Regions from separate parts of the Sus scrofa genome. Here region 1 is linked to region 2. A link is a contact called in public Hi-C data. All regions are on one chromosome and are shown on one strand. The core of a region is the stretch at or near the end of the contact, and the rest is flanking DNA. Distances in the headings are between cores, read along the strand shown. Region 1 holds the start of ANGPTL3 (angiopoietin like 3). Region 2 holds the start of PGM1 (phosphoglucomutase 1).

The links. Hi-C and Micro-C count contacts between places; a contact is called where the count stands out from the background.
Region 1: a contact with region 2 is called in a Hi-C map of liver, with 4 times the contacts expected there. The contact joins the promoter of ANGPTL3 here to the promoter of PGM1 in region 2. A contact is called at or near these places in 1 of 5 promoter capture datasets (liver) and 2 of 47 Hi-C or Micro-C datasets (both in liver).

What each region holds. Positions count from the first base shown.
Region 1 is chr6:149,842,859-149,849,089 of Sscrofa11.1, forward strand. It overlaps ANGPTL3 (angiopoietin like 3), which reads right to left and starts at 2,996. Exons shown (of 8, transcript NM_001003926.2): 1 at 2,685-2,996; 2 at 2,480-2,682; 3 at 1,767-1,877. The coding sequence starts at 2,973. The region is part of intron 14 of DOCK7 (dedicator of cytokinesis protein 7); the gene reads left to right.
Region 2 is chr6:148,910,614-148,916,193 of Sscrofa11.1, forward strand. It overlaps PGM1 (phosphoglucomutase 1), which reads right to left and starts at 2,824. Exons shown (of 12, transcript NM_001246318.1): 1 at 2,398-2,824. The coding sequence starts at 2,643.

The sequences.
Region 1 (6,231 bases), core at 1,746-4,245, 930 kb after region 2:
TGAGTAAGTTGTATCAGATGATCTAAGGCATCTTCCACCTTCATTGTTTTGAATTCTTCATACATTTTATTATTAGGAGTATAGCATTTATAGTAGTTTTTGCTTTTGTGAGTAGGTTCATTTAATCATAATAAAAGATACAGGTAAAAAATTAGAAAAATAACACATAAGGAGTTCCCATTGTGGCTTAGCAGGTTAAGGACCTGATGTTGTCTTTGAGGATTCAGGTTTGATCCTTGGCCTGGCTCAGTGGCTTAAGGATCCAGCATTGCCATAAGCTGTGGTGTAGATCCAGTGTAGCTGTGGCTGTGGTGTAGGTCTCAGCTGCAGCTTTGATTCAACCCCTGGTGTGGAAACTTCCATATGCCACAGGTACAACTATTAGAAAAAAAAAAAGAAAAAGAAAAATAACATATAGTAAGAAAATAGTTATGGAAATCAAAACTAGCTGGCAAAACCCCTTTTTGGATAATTAGTAAAAATACCCTAAAATTATGAGTCATAAAATTACTGAAACATGTAACGACATGTTTGTTTAGTGGAAAGTGATAATAACACTTGTTTTGTAGTTCTTGGCATCATTTTTTTTTTCCTAGTTTCTTTGAGTCTGTGTTATTTTTGAAACGCTTTTAAATGGTATTTCACCATATTGCTAGTTAATATTTTGGAACTATGGTATTATATGTATTGGAATGTTGAGAGTCTGACATGGCCTTATTCCAAACAGGTATTCCTCACCTAGTCAGTTATTTACATTGTAGATTAATTATTTTGTTGGGTATGGAACTTTAATTATCAGGGCTTCTGATGATAAGAATAATATTAAACATAGCGAGTTTTATTGACTTCGTGCTAAACAGGACGTTACCTTTATTAGCTCTGCATTTTATTAAATGCCTATTTTGTGTCAGACAGTGTTGTGTGTTGTGGAGTACAGCATGTAAATAGTGTAAATTTAAAAAAATGGGAGAAAATTTCTATAGTCATAGAGCTTATATCCTAGTGCAGAGATAGATGAGATAAATAACTAAAATATATATTATGTTAAATAGGGTGAGTGGTAAGGGAAAAAAAGGTAATGAAGGAGGTAACAGGTCAAGCAGGAATGTGGAGGATTGTGATTTCTGATGAAGTTACCTGAGAAGACTCTTTTGAAGATTTCTGTATTTGAGAAAGACGTAAAGGAAATAAGAGTGGGCCATGCAGATACCAGTGAGAAGAGCATTCCAGTCCAGCCACAAGGGCAAAGACCCCAAGACAGCAGTGTGTTTGATGTGTTTGAATAACAGTGAAAAGGCCACTAGACTAGAGCAGAGGAGATGGAATCAGTGAGATAATTAAGGAGTCATGCGGGCTTTGGGGCTGCTGTGAGAGAGTGGGAAGCCATTGTGGGGTTTTTTGAATAAAGAGACATAATCTAATCTAAATTTTAATTGAATCACTTTTTGTTAAATTGAGGGTATACTCTGCATGAATTAATTCTTTTTTTTCCTCAAAACAGTCCTATAAGATGGGTTCTGTTATTATCTGCATGGAAGATTTGAGGAAACTTGAGAAAGGGTTAGGTAATTTATTTAAGTTCCCACAAAAGTTTTAGAGCTAAAATTCAAACTCAGTTCATTAGCTTCGGCGCCTACAGACTTAACAGTCATGCTGATGTGGTCCCTTTATTCACTATCCAACTGTTATTTTACATACTGTTAGCATACAGTGTTCATGAACCTAAATCTATGTAAAAGATTGGAGATGATAAAATGCTGACTTACCTGGTTTTCTATTTCTTTTATTTGACTGTGCTGTTGGTTTAATTGTCTGTATTGTTCTTCCACAGTCTGAAGAAGGTCTCTGATGCTGTTGTCTTGCTGTTCCACAAAAGTCTAGACATAGATTGTAGGCTGGTTAGACGCTTCTTTCTTTTGTTAAATTAGACATTTTTTCCCCCTTAGAACACTATCGCAGTCTAATTTTTTAGAGCTAATACTGGATTAGAAAAATGAATTTTGGCAAACATTTTCCCTTGTATGCTGCTTTCACATAGTACATACTTTTGCTTTTGTATTGTATTTAAAATGTACCATCTCCAAAATCTGATTTCCTGAACTTCAATTAAATGAAAAAAGAAATTAATATATTTTTTTATTTTTATATTTTTGCTTTTCTATGTTTTAAACATGGGAGAATAGTTATAAGTTAAATTCCTTTAGCCTTTTACTTGCATCCAGGAATTTGCAATACTCTAATTTGTAATAATTTTCATCTGAAATGCAAAGTTTAGTTATTTTCATAAGTAATGTTAGGGAACATTAAAACTAACTTCAAATTAGAATGAGAATTTTTTTTTTTTCCTGGCGGTTTTTTTTCATGAGAAAAATACAGTATTTCGACAGTTCAGTAACATATTTCAAATAGCCTATCTTAAAATATTTTTAAAAATATTCACATTGAAAACAATCACAAATGCTCTTTGGTTTCTACTTACTTTAAGTGAAGTTATATCCGGGTGTTCCTGAATTTCAGGTTGATTTTTAATTAAATTGGTTAATTGATCTTCCAGATATCTTACTTTGTGTTGAAGTAGAATTTTTTCTTCAAGGAGACTTTCAACTTTTGAGTTGAGGTCAAGTGACATGTTCTTTACTTCTTCATTTTTGACTTGCAGTTTGAATGTAGTTCTTCTAAGTTCTTTTCTTCTTCTTTGATTTCATTGGTTTGCAGTGATAAGTCATAAAAAGACTGGTCAAATATGTTGAGTTTTTGAAATATATCATTAATTTGGCCCTTAGTCTTATGAACAAAGTCTTTAAGACCATGTCCTAACTGAAGTAGGCCATTGGCTAAAATTTTTACATCATCCAACATAGCAAATCTTGATTTTGGCTCTGGAGACACAGAGTCAAGTGATGAAGAGTCTTGGTCAATTCTGGAAGAAATAACTAGAGGAACAATAAGAAGAAAGAGCTTAATAGTGTACATTTTTATCCTAATTACTCCACTTTGAAATGATTTGGAATTTGTTTTTTTCCTATAAGCACACCTAGACTTCTAGACTCTCTAGTTAACATTGTTTGCTACATAAACAGTAAGGTTGGCAGGTGAATAGAGTTAATCATTAAGCTGTGTAAACTTGTATGAATGTAACCTTCCACATTGAGTTAGATCAATGCTAATTGAAGTCAAAGAAATAAGCAACTAACTTAATAGGTCATTTAAAATGATTATTGTATTTTAATTTTTTTAAAAGCTGATTTTGTCATTTTTAAAGAGATTTGCAAGTAAATACCAAACTCTTTTGACTGATAAATTCATCATTCAATTGAGTAAAAATTAGTGAATTAAGTATACGTTTCCCAAATTGTATTTTAGTTTCTTTGGAAAACAGTTTTCCATCTCCAAAAATGCCTTCTCTGCGAAGCCTTCTTCCATTTCTGCAGGTGGTATTAGTGGCTCTCAATGCTGCATTCCCATAGTACCCTTTATAATAAACCAACGTATGATTACATATTCCTTATTATTTGTCACTATAGTTGTGAGTGTATCTTTTTGCTTCAATGATCTATCTTAACTGTATTTGTATATTGTCACAAAATACTATACATTAAAAGGTATTTCATCCTTTTTTCCCATTATATTCTATGTCTCAATGGTCTAACCTTTTTTCTCTGGGCCCACTGGAAAGACCAATACATTATGTAATTTTCTAAGGTCAGCCAGAATTAAATACTTCCAGGGACAGAAACTATTTGCACATTACACATTTGTCTGAAGTTTTTGAGCTTGGTAACAATATTCGTGATATAAATTTAACAAAATAAAAAAATTAGTGGTATGTTTAAAAGTAAATGTTCCACTATGCTTCTAACTTATGTTTAAAAGGAAAAATACTAGGAGTTCCCGTCGTGGCGCAGTGGTTAACGAATCCGACTAGGAACCATGAGGTTGCGGGTTTGGTCCCTGCCCTTGCTCAGTGGGTTACGATCCAGCGTTGCCGTGAGCTGTGGTGTAGGTTGCAGACGCGGCTCGGATCCTGCGTTGCTGTAGCTCTGGCGTAGGCCAGTGGCTACAGCTCCGATTGGACCCCTAGCCTGGGAACCTCCATATGCTGCGGGAGCGGCCCAAAGAAATAGCACAAAGACCAAAAAAAAAAGAAAAATGCTAAATACTTCAGTTAAATTATAACTGATTATTTTTCTTTTTTTGAATTAAAGAATTTAATTCAATTCTAATCACTGATTATTTTTTTTGAGTGTTTATATTAAAAACTTTTTCAGAAAACAATCCCTTTAAATGACTTATCTTGGTAAATTAATACAGTAAAATTGTTAAGAGTATGGTCTTTGGAATCAGACTATGGTCTGGGTTCAAAGCCAGATCTAGCTGTCCTACCTTAGACAAGTTACTTAACCTCTCCATACCTCAGTCTCCTCATCTGTAAATTGGGGTATTTTTTATTGTGTATTTAATGATAATTAAAAGAAATAACTATGTCTGGAGCAGTCAGAACAGTGTCATGCAAATAGGGAGTATACAAAATATTAGTTATTATATCCATGAAATGACTTGTGTGTGTATGCATTTATAATCAGCCCTAATAAAAGAAATCCACTTTTTTGCAAAGGGAAAAGTTTTAACATAACGAATTTCAGTTTAAACTATAAATTATCAAGCAAAACTTTACAAAATGAAGCATTTCCAAATATCTGTTCTTAGAAATACTTCTTAGCATAAAATAGAGACCCTTTTGATGATTCAGGGTTTTTGATAGAATGGTTAGAGTAGAGGTAGTATACTCTAATGGTTAAAAGAGTTTGATTCTTTCTTCAGAGAGACTGGCTGAATTGGAATCCTGGCACTATGTATTCTTCAGCTCTAAAAATTACTTAGTTTCTCTGTTCCTCTGTTTTCTTGTCTATCAGGTGAAGAGAATATCTACTTTATAGAGTTGTAAAAAAATTAAAATTTAATATTTTTAACACTCTAAGAGCACTACCTAATGTTTAGGAAACACTATACAGTATTATGCATTAACTGATTTTTTGGTAATTAGGAGTAGTCAATGCATTTTTGTAATATTACTCTAATATTTTATTGGTAAATATTCTCTAGCCTTATGTTAAAGTTGGGAAATTTTGCTAGAATCTAGATTTTCTATTTTTTGGTCTTTTGGACCTTGGTAAGTACAATAAATTATGTCTTTTGTTTAGACTGTGTATACGTTTTCTAAGTGTCCAATACAGAACCACATAAATGTTTCTGTTTGTAAGAGAAATAAAGAATGCAAGTAAATAAAAATATACAAATACTTTCACTAATGAAGAAGAAAAACAGAACAATTTTCCTTATTCTTCATTTTCACCTTACCCTCTACCACTGTTACTTGTTATGGAATTATAAAAATGTATGTTGAAAAGTAAAGAAATCTGAATCCTCCCCCCGCCCTTTTTAAAAGGGATATGGTTGTGTTGTGATCATTGGTCATGAAGGGCATATTTCGAAACTTCTCCTAACTAAACTGTCTACTTTTCTGGCTTAAACCTGTTGACTGCGATATTTCATCCATCTTCTAGGTGAGAGGGAATTGAGATGGGCCAACTTTTTGTCTCTATTGTACTGTAAGCTGTTGGCAAGACTTACATCTTTTTTAAACTTATAACCCATTGAGCACTTCAGTACAATGCCTTACATTGCTGGAGAAACAATAAGTATTTATTGAATAAATAAGATAATGATAAAGTCTTAACATGGGATTTTTTCAAACATTAAATTTGTGTATAGTAGATGTTCACCGCTCTTTGATTTAAGAGGTTCTTTCTAGAGAAAGGATTTTGAAAAGCAGTCCCTTCCAGTGTGGGAAAATAACTGGACACTAGTACCCAAGAGAGGTCGTGTGAAGGAATTTCCTCTTACTATATGGTTGTTGTACTAGAATATTAGCACTTTTTGCACAATTTATATAATGTAGTGATAACGGATTAGAGGTATTGGTCACATATTCTTGATTTGTAATTATTGTTTCTGGGTAGAAATACCTAGATAATTTTTTTTCTTACAGTAGTTTGACATGTTACTGAAGGTAATTAAATAATTTGTCTAATCACAAGTTGTGGAAGTGTCAATGTGGGAAATGTAATTAAAGTAGTAATTTTGTTAATGATTTTTCATCTAACTTTTAATGCCTCCTGTCTGAGCACATAGTGTTAAAGGCAGAATCTAATCTTTGCTCAAACTTGTGCC
Region 2 (5,580 bases), core at 1,574-4,073:
GGGATGACAGTGGCAGAGAGGGGCTACTGGGAAAGCTTTCTGAAGATGCTACCTGAATTGCACCAGAAAAGAAGGAGTGGCATATTTAAATTCCTGAGATGTGTGTGTGTTAGAGAGAGAGAAAGACACCAAATATAATTAGAGAGCAGTAAGCTGAGGACAGAAACCCAGGGTGTGGGAAGGGCAAGCAGGCCATGTAGAAACTCTCAAAAACGGTGAGTGGGATCAGGAGAGAGTGATCAAGGCAAGGGAATGAGAACTTTGAAAGAGTACAAAGTGAGCAGTGCCAACAGGAAGGCCAAATAAGATACGGCCTAGACAGTGTTCAATGGATTCCGCAAACACAAAGTCATCAGTAGTCTTGCTAAGTGCAATGTCAGTGGAGTGGTGGAGGACGCAGAAGGCGGACTGCAGTGAGCAGTGAGCTACGAGTGGGAGGTGGGAAATCAGTGCTGGTGGATGCTGACAACTTGAACAAAGATTGGCTACAAGCAGGTGGGGGGCGGGGAGAGCAGTAGGGCAGCAGCTAAAGGGTGATGAGGTTTTAAGAACAGCTATCTTCAGTCTTAACTATTTCTTTCCTTCTGACCCCACGCAATTTTCCATTTGGACCCCTAAGATTCCCATTGTGCTGTAAGCTCCTTAAGGACAAGTCTTGCTTCTGAATTATCTTTTTATTCCACACATTTCTCTGTACATAGCAGAAGCTCAGTATTTGTGGAAGGAATGAATGAAATGCAAGTTCAACACAGGTCCTAAGAAAGACATGACGGGCTCTACCGGGATAGAGCTCTTTGTTTTCCCTGCTGTCTGAAAACTAGGGAGCATAAAGAAAACAAATCCAGACAATCTTCTCTCATGGATGCTGATAAATATTTGACCCAGGGAGGCAGATGTAGATTGGGCCCAGTTTAGATTTAGGAGACTGCAGGAAAACAGATCTTCAGACTTAAGGGTCCCTTCATTCCCAGAAGCTGCGCAAGGTCTTGTAATTGGCAGCTCTGTACTAGATTCTCAGCACATCTCCTGTGTCTCAGGAACTGCAGACACAGTTTCTGTGGAACTTGCCTAAGCGTCAGTTTTCTCATTGGTAACTTGAAGCTGCCCATAATAGCATCGACCTCACAGGGCAGCAGGAAGATAAATGAGATCCGGCAAGCGAAGGGCTTCTCTCACAGGGCTTGGCAAAATGGCACTCAATATGTTAATAAGAGAAATAAAGTACTGCTAAAATGGATTTAAAAAAAAAAATTACTAAAGGGGATGAGTTCCAGAAGAGGTTGAGTGTAAGTCAAACCTTATGTGAAACACAGAAAACCACAACAAAAACTCGTTTGCTAAAATGGATTTTAAAAAAAAACAAAAACACAAAAAACACATTACTAAAGGGGATGAGTTCCAGAAGAGGTTGAGTATAAGTCAAATCTTATGTGAAACATAGAAAACTACAACAAAAACTCACTAGAAAACTTTTTTAAAACAGTGAGTGAACGTTCAGTCCCCATTTACCTACTTTATAAACCCACACTTTCGCATACGTCCTAGGTTTACTGAAAAATCTGCTTCAGTTTCACCTGAGTGGACGTGCCTAAAGTCAGTTAACATCCTCTAGCTGCGCAGGCGGCGGAGGAAGCAAAGGGTTGCGTTAATTTCCTGCCCTGCCACGACTGCTTACGGAAGAGCGCCCTTGGCCAGGCAGTTTCTGATCTAATGAAATTTCAGCTCCAGCCGCCTCTGTGGAACAGATCCAGAGACAACACCGGGAAAAGACGAGCCCTTTCAAAAGCCTGTGCCCCAGCAACCAGGCCGCCTAAGGGCAGAAGCTCGGTCCCAGCAAACCAGGGGATGGGGAACGAGGCTTGGTAACCGCCCCCTCGGATCTGCCCTTTGGACCGCTGAGGGGAGGGTGCCCAAAGCCTCCGGCTCGCAGCCAGCGGGAGGCTCCAGTCCCAGACCAGAATAGCCGGCATCCGGCGGGATGCAGGGGGTTCTGAGCAAAGCGGCGGCCTCTAACCTTTCCCGGCCAAGGCGACTGCCCTCTGCTCGGTAACTGTATCTTCGCCGGCAAGAAAGGTTAACGTAAATGTCAGAGGCCAGAACAGCAACGGGGGGGAGGGGAGAGAGGGAGGGGCAGGAGGCGGAGGGTCCGGCCTCCCAAGGTCAAGCCCAGCGCCTCGGCTCGCGCCCCGGGGGGCGGGGGGAGGATGGGAGGAGCGGTCAGAGGAGCGGCTCTGCCCCGCGGGGCGGCCCCTCTCCGGCCCGCGGCCCCGGGCGGGCAAGAGCGAGCGCGGAGGACGTGTGGGTGGAGACTGCGGCGGCCGCGCGCGGAAGTGGCCCCGCGGGAGCGAGGCAGGAGGCGGACGACGCCGGCGACCGAGGACGGGGCGCGTCCCTTACCCCGTTGGCGGCGGCGATGCGGACGATGAGCTGGATGGCCTCCTTCATGTAAAACCTGCCGTCCCCGCCCACCACCAGGGTGGCCTCCTGCCGATGCGCCGGCTCCACGGTGGAGATGATACTCTGGATGAAATTCTCCGCGTAGTTGGCGCTGCTCTGAAACACCTTCACCCGCTTCCGCAGCCCGCTCGTGCCCGGCTTCTGGTCTTGATACGCCTTGGTCTTAACGGTCACGATCTTCACCATGGTGGCGGTTTGCTTTCTGGGGCCGGAGCGGACTCTGCCAACCGGGGGACGGCCGGGACTGTGGCTGCGGCTGCTCTGGGGTGAGGGCGCGGACCGGGTCGGGGCAGCGGCAGCTCCCTCGGCCTTGCTCGTCCCTCCTCCTTAAAGGGACAGGGCCCTCCCTCCGCGGCCAGCCCACCTCCTTGCAGGTCGGAGAGGGAGGGGAATAGGGAGCGCCCACCCCTAGGCCTCGGGTGAGATGGGTGGAGCCTTTCGAGGTACCCTCCCCCCGGTAAACCAATCACTGTAAAGAGAAACCCGCAACGCCTCCCCTAAGTGAACGTGCGGAGCTTAGGGTAGGGACTGGGTCACAGGGCAAAGACTTTGAGACAGCGGGAAAAACAGAGACGGGACAGCCGGACTTAGAAGACTTAGGAAGCTTCCACTCACGACTATTTTCTATTTCGTGATGGTGTGAAAACAATAAGTATTCAGTAGTAACCGTACCTTTCATTTTGATTTTTGATCTTTTCCTGGGCTGGCACTATGCAGTACATGTTCTCTCCGTACCCTCAGACGCAGCTCGCGATCAGCCACCTGATCAGGAGGATAAAGAGTCCCATACACTTAGACCCATTCTGTACCCGTACCATTATTCTATTTTTCCCTTTCAGTACAGTGTTCGATAAATTACATGAGCTATTCAATACTTTTATTATAAAACAGGATTTGTGTTAGATGAATTTGCTTAACTGAAGGCTACAGTATTTTGAGCCCATTTAAGGTAAGCTCAGCTAAGCTACGGTGTTTGTAGGTTAGTGTTTTCCCCTTACGATATTTAGAACTTAGGATGGGTTTATCCAGAAGTAACCTCGTCCTAAGTGGAGGAAGATCTGTATGTTTTCCTGTGGTTTAGCTAGAGTTTCATGCGTAAATAACTTTATGGAAACACTTCTGAGGGATAAAAATGTCAGCCTTAGCCCGATTTTATGACTCCTTATTCTTTCTATTCTCTCTCTAAATATTAAGAGTATTTGTGTTAGAAAAAGGAGTCAACTCCAAAGGTCTGATTCAACCTACTACTTTTTACTGACAGACCACACACTTTATTTCCATTGGGTTTGCATACTAGGGTGGGCATACTAATAGGTAAGATTTATTGAATATAATGTTTCTGAAGTACAGGTTTTATTTTTTCCCTATTTTATGCTTGCAAAACTGAGAGACGAAAAATGACCTGTCACGGCCACAGAGATAAGTACTTGTAGGAGGCCAGCTCAGGTGGGTGTGGCTCCAAACCCAGGTCTCTTGCAATCATTTGCCTGCCTGTCACCAGATTTGAGAACTAGGAAATGTACAGGTAAGGCTTGATAAACGTATGTACAAATACAAGGTAAGGGTGAGTATTATTGCCATCAAAATAAGTCAGTTATTCATGCAGTAGAAAATTAGGGAAGAGATCAAAAAGGACCAGGGTGGCCGTGAAAGGTTGGAGCATAGAGTCAAAGAAAGAGACTCAGTTGTTACGTAGGAATCTTCAGTCTTTTAGGTTCAGCGTCTCCCTTGATTTGGTGAGAGTGATGGCCTCCTCTGCTTAAGAAATGTTATCATTTGTAAGATGGGTGAGCCAGGGAAAGCTAGTTAATAATCTGTGGGTACCCATCTCTTTACTCTAAAATGGACATAAACCCAGTCTTAGAGAATTTCTGCAAGAATTAGCAGGGTTTTGTATGTCAGTAGTTCTCAATCATGGATACACAGTAGACTCACCTGAGACACTTTTGAAACTACCCATGTTCTGGTCCAAACAGATTCAGTCACAATCAGCTGATGTAAGTAAATCAAGCAGCATGATGCCTAAAAAATAAAAGCCCAAACACAGAGGTTAAAAAAAAATTAGTGTTCCTTCCCCAGTTCCAAAACCAGAGCTTATGGTTAACCTGTGAATTTGATTATATTCACACCCCTTTAATGGCTAGTTGGTGTATTTTGATTCAGCAGAGAGGCTGAATGATGCAAACAACAGCTGACTCTCAGAAATCGTGTCGATATACATGTTGATAGAGGCATTATGTGGATGTAGAGATGGGTTTTGACAGAGTCATTACAAATACATGACTCTTTGATAGCGTATTTACAAATAAATTTCATGTGAAAACTGAATCCTGGACAGCTGGTGATGATTTCTGTATTTACATAGAAGTTCACAAAGCTTCCAGAGTAGTAGCATCTTGTGAATTAAGTAGTATAAGCAACTCCGTGTATAGACTAGAGCCTTGAGAATAGAAGGGTGAATGTATTCAAGGTAGCCTGACTGCACAAAATGAAAATATAGTATAGAATCGCTGAGTCTTGGCAGTTCCTAGCTCTCAGAGTTGTATGGATTAAATGAGATACTGAATATAGAGCTCCTTACACAGTACTAATACATACTGATAAATGGTCACGTGTTATCATAGAGCAATGAGCTCAACATCAGAGCCCATGCTCTTTCTCTGTTCCTCACTGTCTTTGGAACTGGGATGGAGCTTTTCAGTTTAGGGGAATTGCTCCCTACTTCTCTCAGCTCAGAAGTTGTAACAATTAGCTTTAACAACATAACAAACCACCCTTAAACTTCGACCATCACCATTTATTTCTGGTATTATTGCCTATGATTTTATGAGTTAACTGGATGGTTTCTCTAATCTGGGCAACTCTGCTGATTTTGGCTGGGCTTCTGTGGCAGGTGATCCCCAGGGACCTCGCCTTCCAGTACACATGCCTTTATGTAATGGCCTTATATTACTTTTCTTGCCATGTAACAAGTCAGCACAGGGTCAGTGGCTTTTAAAACAACACTCATTTACTACCAAAGTTCTATAGGTCAGAGGTCTGGGCTGGTTTGGCTGGGTTGAATGTTCATAGTACATGTACAACAAGGCTTGAGACTGAGATACTGGCTAGGCTGGGCTCTTC